Regions from separate parts of the Rattus norvegicus genome. Here region 1 is linked to region 2. A link is a contact called in public Hi-C data. All regions are on one chromosome and are shown on one strand. The core of a region is the stretch at or near the end of the contact, and the rest is flanking DNA. Distances in the headings are between cores, read along the strand shown.

What was found. A called contact is a pair of places that touch in the nucleus more often than the background predicts.
Region 1: a Hi-C map of Schwann cells shows a contact between it and region 2, with 5 times the contacts expected there. The contact joins two enhancer-like sites.

Annotation. Positions count from the first base shown.
Region 1 is chr15:3,458,277-3,462,789 of GRCr8, reverse strand. No RefSeq gene overlaps it. Among named protein-coding and RNA genes, the nearest start is that of Plau, 51 kb to the left of the region's middle. Within about 2 kb of position 1,524, at least 16 of the 93 cell types and tissues checked have an H3K27ac peak or open chromatin away from gene starts, as enhancers often do. A contact at or near this core is called in Schwann cells, where this site is marked.
Region 2 is chr15:3,233,412-3,238,187 of GRCr8, reverse strand. All of the region lies in intron 3 of Adk (adenosine kinase), which reads left to right. Among named protein-coding and RNA genes, the nearest start is that of Adk, 60 kb to the left of the region's middle. Within about 2 kb of position 2,622, at least 12 of the 93 cell types and tissues checked have an H3K27ac peak or open chromatin away from gene starts, as enhancers often do. A contact at or near this core is called in Schwann cells, where this site is marked.

The sequences.
Region 1 (4,513 bases), core at 275-2,774, 230 kb before region 2:
AGAGCCACGGATATGGCTGGAGCTCCACCCCAGTATTTTATAACGATGCATAGGTTCTGGAATTAGAAAGATCAATTTCTCATACTCACTATAATTGAACAGAACAATAATTTTATGTGTTGTCAAGAGTGTGAAAGAGCTAGAACTCTGGTCTACGATTTCCGGGAGTATGGAATGGTCCTCATTTCTCTGACAGTACAGTATTTAATAAAACGTTAAATACCCCTAACTAAGAAGAATGTTCGTGGCAGTGTTATTCAAAATAATCTAAAACCAGGGGGGAGGGAGGGGATCCAAATCCAGCCTGGATAAATAAATTGAGTTGAAAATTCATAAAATGGAATGTTACTTGGTAGTAAGATTGGAGCGATGTGCTGGTGCATACAAAATCATACGTCTCAGATAGACTCTGTGAAGCAAATCAAATTGGAATCAGGGATGTTGGTTTGAAGTACAAGAGTGGTTAAGAACCAACCCTGGAGGACAGAAACTAAACTTTGGTTATTTCTAGACAGTGGTGGCACACACCTCTTTAATCCCAGCATTTGGGAGACAGGGGCTGTTGGAGTTTGAGGCCAGCCTGCTTTACTTGGTGAGTTCCAGGACAGCAAGGACCACACAGGGAAACCTGTCTCATAAAACCCCAAAAAGAGCGTGTCTGGGGATAGGAGCAGCAACTATTTCCTGGAAAGGGGTATGAATGACAGAACTCCGAGGAATGATGGAAATGTATGCAAATGAGAGAGAAGTTGAGGAAGAAGAGGGAAGAAGGAAGGAAGGGAGAAAGGGAGGGACAGAGTAGGGAGGGAATAGAAAAGTCCCGCTCTGTTTCCCAGTTGTAGCACTTTGACGACTGGACATTACTTTCTCAAAGGTGGTTTTGAGACTCAACCAGGGCAATGCACAGAGACCTCTTAGCTCAAAAGCCTGACAAATACTGTAAACTTAGTGAAATTAACCCTTGCTATTGGTCTCTTACCTACCACCTTCTCTTCTAAGAAGTAGATCCCAGGGCTTGGGGCATGGCTCAGCTGGTAGGAGGCTTGCCTAACTTATAGCATGGCATACAGTGGCCATGGTGGTGCACCCTTGTAATTCTAGCACTCAGGAGGTGGATATAGGAGGAGAAGAGGTCCAAGGCCATCCTTGGTGCACAGAAAGTCTGGATCCAGCTTGGCCTATATAAGACCATGCTTCAAAAACAAAACAAACCAACAGCAAACAAATATGGACTGACTCGTGGAACTTTATCCACACCTACACGCCACACACACCCAAAAAGACCCAACTCCCCACTCTGGGCTACGCCAGACCCCCAGGCAGAACTCAAGCCTTATAGCGCTCACGCTCACAGTGTCCGCAAGGCTCAGTGACTAGAAAGTTTCATCGAATTCTGAACAGGAAGCAGCAGTGACAGCTGATAATCTGTGACCTGAATATAGTTATCCATTATCTCACTGTGGTTTCTTGTTTCCCTGACAGAGGAAACGCCCACGACGTTCTTGAGGTTACTCTAAACACTCACTTCCTTGTTCAGCTCTGGCAGGATAATGTTACCCCTGGGTGCCCCGGGGGTTTTGAGCTGTGGCCTCCCATCCAGCCTGAGGCTCAAGCTTAGCCGTCAACCTGTGGGGCCAACTGTCCCCTCCACAGAGGAGACAGTGACAGGAGCTGATCAAAAACTGGCCATCAGTACCTGCAGCCACTGGAAGAAGAAAGAACACGAAGAAAACCCTCTCAGACATAATGTTTACTTTTTGTTCCTCTTCAGGAAGGCAGTGGGCAGAACTGACAGGCCAGGAGGGCGTGTGCCACCCACTTAAATTCACAACTAGCTCCTAAGTTACACTCCACCCGCCACTGCTGTCTGTCTCTCTCTTCTCTTGAGATCTGCTCTCCTAGGGTATGTCCACTTTCCAGATGAGGAGCAGAGTCGAGCTCAGGTTAAACGAAATGTCCTGTTAGCTCCTATTCTTACAGAACCCAATAGTCCAACATGGGAGGATGGTAAAAGCCATTAACCCCAGCACTTGAGAGGCAGAGGCACACAGATCGCTGTGAGTTTGAATCCAGCCTGGTCTGCATAGTGAGTTTGAGGCCAGTCAGGTCTATATAGTGAGACTCTGTTTCAAAGTAAATGTACAAAGAAACAACCCACCCCTCAGTGTCCAGGAGACTCAGCTAAATTACAAAGTAGGCAAAGTCTGGTTCTGACTTTTCTTCTGGGCCATCCTGCCTGCCCCACCCTCTGGGCTATCCTGCCTGCCCCAGCCTCTAGGCCATCCTTCCAGCCCCATCCTCTGGGCCATCCTCTCTGCCCTACCCTCTAGGCCATCCTCCCTGCCCCACCCTCTGGGCCATCCTCCCTGCCTCACCCTCTAGGCCATCCTTCCTGCCCCATCCTCTGGGCCATCTTCTCTGCCCTACACTCTAGGCCATCCTCCCTGCTCCACCCTCTGGGCTATCCTTCCTGCCCCAGCCTCTAGGCCATCCTTCCTGCCCCATCCTCTGGGCCATCCTCTCTGCCCTACCCTCTAGGCCATCCTCCCTGCCCCACCCTCTGGGCCATCCTCCCTGACCCACTCTCTTTCAAAGCTTTCTGGTTTCGTTTCAAGATGGGGTCTTGCTATGAAGCTTAGGCTGGTTTCAAACTTACAATCTTCTCCCTGAGCCTCCCACGCGCTGGGATTACCAGTGAGGTCACCACATCTAGTTCTACCAAAGCATTTATGACAGGGTGCCCCTGCCACCGTTCCTGCGAGGTCACTCGTTCTGTGGAACACACCCCTACTCTTGAGAAAGAAGCCTCGAGATAGTCAGCTTGAAACCAAAGGACTCCAGTTCTAGCTCACATCTGGGAAACTATTCCCTGAACAGGGAGGGCCTCTGGGCTCGCTGTGGCCCCCTGGTGGTTACCACATTTGCAGCTAATGCTCTATGCATAGATGACAAGGCACTGGTCTGGTTTAAAGGGTTTTTTTTTGTTTGTTTGTTTGTTTGTTTTGTTTTGTTTTTCCTGAAGAGGTATAATCTGTAAATTAGTGTAGATCAAACTAGGGAAGTTGTAAAAGTCGTTGGCTGGAAGGGCCAGGAAAATACATATGGAAAAGTTGGTTTGAACTGGCGGGTGCTGCTACATACCTGTAATCTCAGGATGTGAAAACACCCTTCCCTATATGGAAGTCTGAGGCCAGCCTAGGACACCAAAGACCCTGTTTTTAAAAAAAGAAAGAAAGAAAGAAAGAAAGAAAGAAAGAAAGAAAGAAAGAAAGAAAGAAAGAACAGGAGAGAGAGAGAGAGAGAGAGAGAGAGAGAGAGAGAGAGAGAGAGCGCAGAAGAGCAACATCAGAAACAAAACAACAGAACACCAAATCGGAAGGGCTGGTTTACACGCTGCAGAGCTGAGCACTGCAGAACTGAGCACAGGACAGTCCGCCAGGAAGGTCAGAGCAGTGAAGGACCTGGCAGGGCTTCTGAGGCCGAAAGGACAGATACTCAGCTGGCAGGGGAGGCTGCCTGTCTTCTGAAGACCCAGCCCTGTCTTCTGAAGACCCAGCCCTGTGTCAGCCAGACCGGCCTCGGCAGTCACTTAGCCGGCCTTCAGCTCATCAGGAAGAATACATGCTAAGCAAGAGATGGCTTAGCAGTTAAGAGCACTGGCTTACCTGGGTTTGGGTCCCGGCACCCACACGGTGGCTCCCAACTGTCTGGAATTTCAGTTCCAGGTAATCCAAGGCCCTCTCTGGCCTCCACAGGCACCGGGCACAAATGTGGTGCACAGGCAAAATATGCATACACATAAAGTAAGATAATAATAACAATCTTTGAAAATTTTAAAAGCTGGGGTTGGGGATTTAGCTCAGTGGTAGAGCGCTTGCCTAGCAAGCTCAAGGCCCTGGGTTCGGTCCCCAGCTCTGAAAAAAAAAAAAAGTTTTAAAAGCAAATATACGCCAACAGGTTGACAATGATCCTTGCTAGAAGTGAGATTCCTTTTTTTAAAAAAATACTTTTTTTAAAAAAAATTTTATGTATATGAGTGCACTGCCGCTGTCTTCAGACACACCAGAAGAGGGCATCAGATCTCATTTACAGATGGTTGTGAGCCACCATGTGGTTGCTGGGATTTGAACTCAGGACCTCTGGAAGAGCAGTCAGTGCTCTTAACCACTGAGCCATCTCTCCAGCCTGAGATTATTTCTAAATAAGCATTATTTTGTCTTTTTTTCTTCTACCCTTCCTCCTTTCTTTAAAAAAAATTTAGTTATTTTTGAATTATGTGGATGTATGTAAATCTGTGTGTGAATATGTGCACACGAGTGTATGTGCCCATAGAAGCTAGAAACATCATAACCCAAGGAGCTTGAATTATAGTCGACTGTGAGTCTCCTAAAATGGGTGCTGGGAACTGAACTCTGGTCTCTGGAAGAGCAGTATACACTTTTAGCCACTGAGCCACCTTTCCTGCCCTGTCTTTCTTTCTTTTAAGACTAGTTGTCATTTTGTAGGCCAGATA
Region 2 (4,776 bases), core at 1,373-3,872:
CTACACCCAGTAGCCATTTTAACTAATATCTAACTCTGATCTGTCCTAATTTACTTAATTTAGTCTTTATTTGCACATGCGAGTACATGTGTGCTATGTACTGTTTGCTGTGTAACAGTTTAATCATTTGCTATTTTAGTTTGTTTTAATGTTTATTTAAAAGTCTGTTAGCTGTCCAAGGCACAGTTCACCTCCTTGTTTAGAGCTTGACTAATGATCTTTTTCCTTGCAATTTATTATGGAAAAATGTTTCTAACAATTTTATCTGGCACATAACAATATACCTATGGAAAAATGAAGCGCACTTCACATTTACATCTGGATTTTATCATTCATATTTTACTGTACTTCTTTATCACTTTCAGGTTTGGTCTCCAAGCCATTCATTAGTTTGTTTATTTATTTTTGGATTCATTTCAGAGTAAGTGTCGATGTCAGAATACTTTCCCCCAAATAACTAGGGTTCAGTAGTTAAGAAGGTGTTGTTGTTGTTGTTCCAGTTTGCTTACGCTAGAATCTTGAGTAAGTGAAACCATATGTGTGATTCAGTCTTTTAAATAAGACTTCTTTTATTTCCTCCTCCTCCTCCTCCTCTCTATTCTTCTGTCCTCCTCCTCCTCCCCCCCTCCTCCCCCTCCTCCTCCTCCCCCTTGTCCTCGTCCTCGTCCTTCTCCTCTTCATTTCTTCTCCTTCCCCACCCCCTATTTTGGCATAGACTTTCACTGTGTAGCCCTGGCTGGTTTGAACTCCTTTGCATACCATACTGGCTTTGCTTTGAACTCCCAGATGTCTGATTCTGCCTCATGAGTGCTGGCGTGAGAGCCGTGCACTGCTATGCTTGGCTGTCTGATTTGTTTTGACACGGATCATTATTGTTGCATGTATCATTTAATTCCTTTTTTATTGTTGATTAGTATGGCATTTTGTTTGTTGGGTTTTTGTTTTTGAGGTAGGGTTTCTTTGTGTAAAAGCCCTCAAGAACTAGCTTTGTAGAGCAGACTGGCCCCAAACTGACAGAGATCCGCCTGCTTCTACCTCCCAAGCTCTGGGATCAAAGGTGTGCGCCACCATGCCCCGTGTTAGTACGGCATTTTTATCAGAATAATTTTATCTGTTCTTTATTGGCGAGTATTGGCAGTTGGGTGACTTTACTTTGACTTGTTTTCTATCATGTAGGGTTTTTTTTTGACCTCTGCACTAATGAAAACTCCCAATTGAGTATGAACAGAATCTTAAATTAAAAATTTATCAGCAGCTCCTCATGAAACGTGTTTACAAATAATGTCATTTGTGTCTTAAATTTAAATAGCTAAAATTCTCACAGAGAAAGTAGAAATGCTATTCGCCTTGGTTTGATTGGAATGCATTGTGTGCATGTATTGAGTTGTTAAAGTTTATGATGCCCATAAATATGAACAAGTACTTTATATCTACTAAAAAGAATAACCGAAATCTCTCTGTACTCAGGACCAGGGTTTTAAAAAATAAGAAATATAGATATGAAACAGTTTTTTGACTGAGAAGACAGCCCAGTGAATTCAGAGCTTGCCAAGCATGAGCACCTGACTGGGACTCTGGAACAAGTGGAACACAGTGTGTGCCTGTAGCCCAGAGCTTTGGCAGTGAGACGGAAGATACAGAGATAGCAGAGTTCCCCAAGGCCCGCGGGGCAGCAGGCTTGCTGTTTGCAGTGGTGTGTACCACAGAGAGTCACCCTGATCAAAACAAGGTGGATAGCACCTGAGCTTGACCCCCGACCTCCACGTTTTTGCTGTGGTATACATGCATTTGCACTTAGACACATGTAAAGTACATACATACACACATACACTTACACACTAAAACAAGACAGAAATCCCTAAAATGCAATTATATAATTAACAAGGCATGTATTATTCTCAAAAACACTATTATTGATTCGTATATTTCAAAATAACCTTGACAAATCATGATATAAAAAAAAATCTGTGGATACTTTACATTAGCTCACTTTCACCTACAGTTTCCCTGATTCAGTGATACAAGAGCTTCTGGTATACTGATGGTTGGCATTGCTGTATGTGGAGTAACTATGTTTTTATTAACAATAGCCCTAGTTTCTGAAATCTGATGAATCAGATTCCATAAACAGTCACTCATGCTTCCCCCAACCACTCCCTGGAAAACCCAGTTGCCACACAGGGAAAGATTTGGTCAGCAGTGACACTTGCTTCTCTAAGCAGACTTTTGCTTGTTTCTCCACTCTGAATGCTCCGCTCTAGGGGATGATTTTAAAGCTAGCGAGGAAAGCAATTATAGTTGTGGTGTGATTAATCCCAACCTCATGCTTGACTCTGAATAATCCCATAGTGAAACTGGCTGTTAGTTTTCTATGGATTGTTTTTACCCCATTGCCATCATAGTTTTATAAATGGAATAGCTTAAAATATGAAAAATGCCACTTTGATTCAATAAGTGTTCCCCCCCCCCCCCCGTGGTAGTTACTGTGTTTGAACATAACACATCAGGAAAGTGCCATGAGAGACAATTTAAAGAGTTTATTTTGGCTCAGAGACTTAGACTTTGGTCAGTCCAGGATGGCTGACTTCATCACTGTGGGACTGTGGCAAGACAGGGTGGCGGGTGCTGTTCTGGGAAACCAACAAGCCCAGATAGTGACAGAGATTTAGAGGACAAGAGATGAGAGAGAAGGAACAAGGGTGATGAGAGGAGGCAGTTATGAGATACTCCCTTTAAGAGCATATCACCTCCAGGGAGGCCTCAGATCTTCCTACTGTGTGTCACTTTTCAATAACATGGTTAAATTCCTAATCCGTTAGCAGGGCACTCTACAGATTAAGGCAGAGCTCCTGTGATTCCTTCATTTTCCAGAAGTCTCCCTTTTGAACACTGAGTTAAGGATGAAGCCTTTAACAAATGCTAGGTGCCAGGAACTTGCATTTTATATCTGAGCAATACCATCATACTAGGCACATATACCATCTATACTAGACATATATACCGTCACACTAGACATATATACCATCACACTAGGCATATATATATACCGTCACACTAGGCATATATACCATCACACTAGGCATATATACCGTCACACTAGACATATAGTTCTGTATATCTATCATAGCTCTATAAAGTTATCAAAAGAATGAAAGATACCAACTTCATTTGTAAACAGAGACTCAGGAATAGTTTGTCTTCTGTTTTTGAACATGCCTACATACCTGCAATGGTAAAAGATAGAACCATTTTTATTCACATTCATTTATAAACAAATAAATTTCTCATTGCTTGGAATATGAACGGTGTATTAAGATATGGTCAGGAGATTCGTGTAAGAAAAGGTAACAGTTGCAAAGTTATTAACAAATACGTATCTGTACTACTTTATAGAGATAGCCTAAAGGTGATTTTCCTCCTACTTTGCTATACTCTACAAAGCAGAGGAAGAAAAAGAGCTCTCTCTTCAAGGGACTTAGGTTTATTTGCTTGACTTTGAAAGACAGAATCTAAGCTAAAGCCCAATACCTATTTTGTCGTGCATAGGGTGAGTCCCAGGAATCAACCGATCTGTTACAGGTTAACACCCATTCATCACAGTGCTGGAGCAGAGACTGGTCTTCTGGTTCCCACTTAAACGCCGCCCCACCCCAACCCACCCCACCTTCTTTTTTTTGGTTCCACCAAAAAGCTCTTTAAGCAATATAGTAAGTTTGTTTTATTTACTTATTTTTAAAGGTTATTTTACTTTGTGTTTATAAGTGTTTTGTTAGTGTGTACCACACGTGTGCATGGTCCCGGTGGACCTGCAGTTGCAGATGGTTGTGAACTGCCATGTGGGTACTGGGACCAGACCCCAACCGATCCTCTGCAAGAGCACCAAGCCTTCTTACCTGCTGAGTCATCTGTGACCACAGTCATTTGAAAGAAGGTTAATGTCTGGTATAGTGACTGAGAAGAATGAACACACTATCTTGCTGCCTAAATTAATACCACAGGACCAGTTGCGATTTTAGAAATCACCTTAGACGTACAACTGAATGGACTGCAGAAAACTGGTCAGGTATTGTGTGTACCTGACTTTCAGTTTGAAGATATTTAGTATTCTTCCAAGGTGAGGCAAAAATTCAAAGGTTCATATCAGATTAATACAGAAAGCTTTCGTGCTTAGGCAGGGTCAGCCTTATGACTTGATTGAGTTATATTCTGAATGTTGTACCTGTATATCACATGATATAATGTTGAGCCGAGTTTGTGGTTTTCATTTCCTTGAGTGTTTTACTCAGAGCCCTCATCACTGGTATCCTTGTTTGCCTTGGGTCTCCTTTCTAGAACATACCCAACTTCTTCTGTCTTAGTTTTTTGATTCTATGGCTGGGACTTCCATTGGGAAATTTGAGCTACGGTGCCAGTCTCCCTCACGTTTAACTATACATTGTGTTTGTTCATATGTTTGTTTCCAGTGGTGGGAACCACTTCTAGCCTCAGGGATACAGGCAAGCGCTCTTGAACACTGACTACATCCCAGCAGGCCCCAGAACCATTGTTTTAAAGCTGTTTCTCTATGTAGTCGCAATCTTTACAAAGTAACTTTACTACATTGCTTTTTGAATTAGTCTTTGAAAAGCTCCTTAGGGTGTCCACTTGTCGGTTCTTATGTAACTGCTACTCTGAGAATAAGTATTTAACCTGTGGTTGATTCCTTTGGTCTTTTCGTTCAGATTTCATCAGATGCCTTCCTTTAGAAGCCCAGACTGACATCCAGTGAGGTCATTT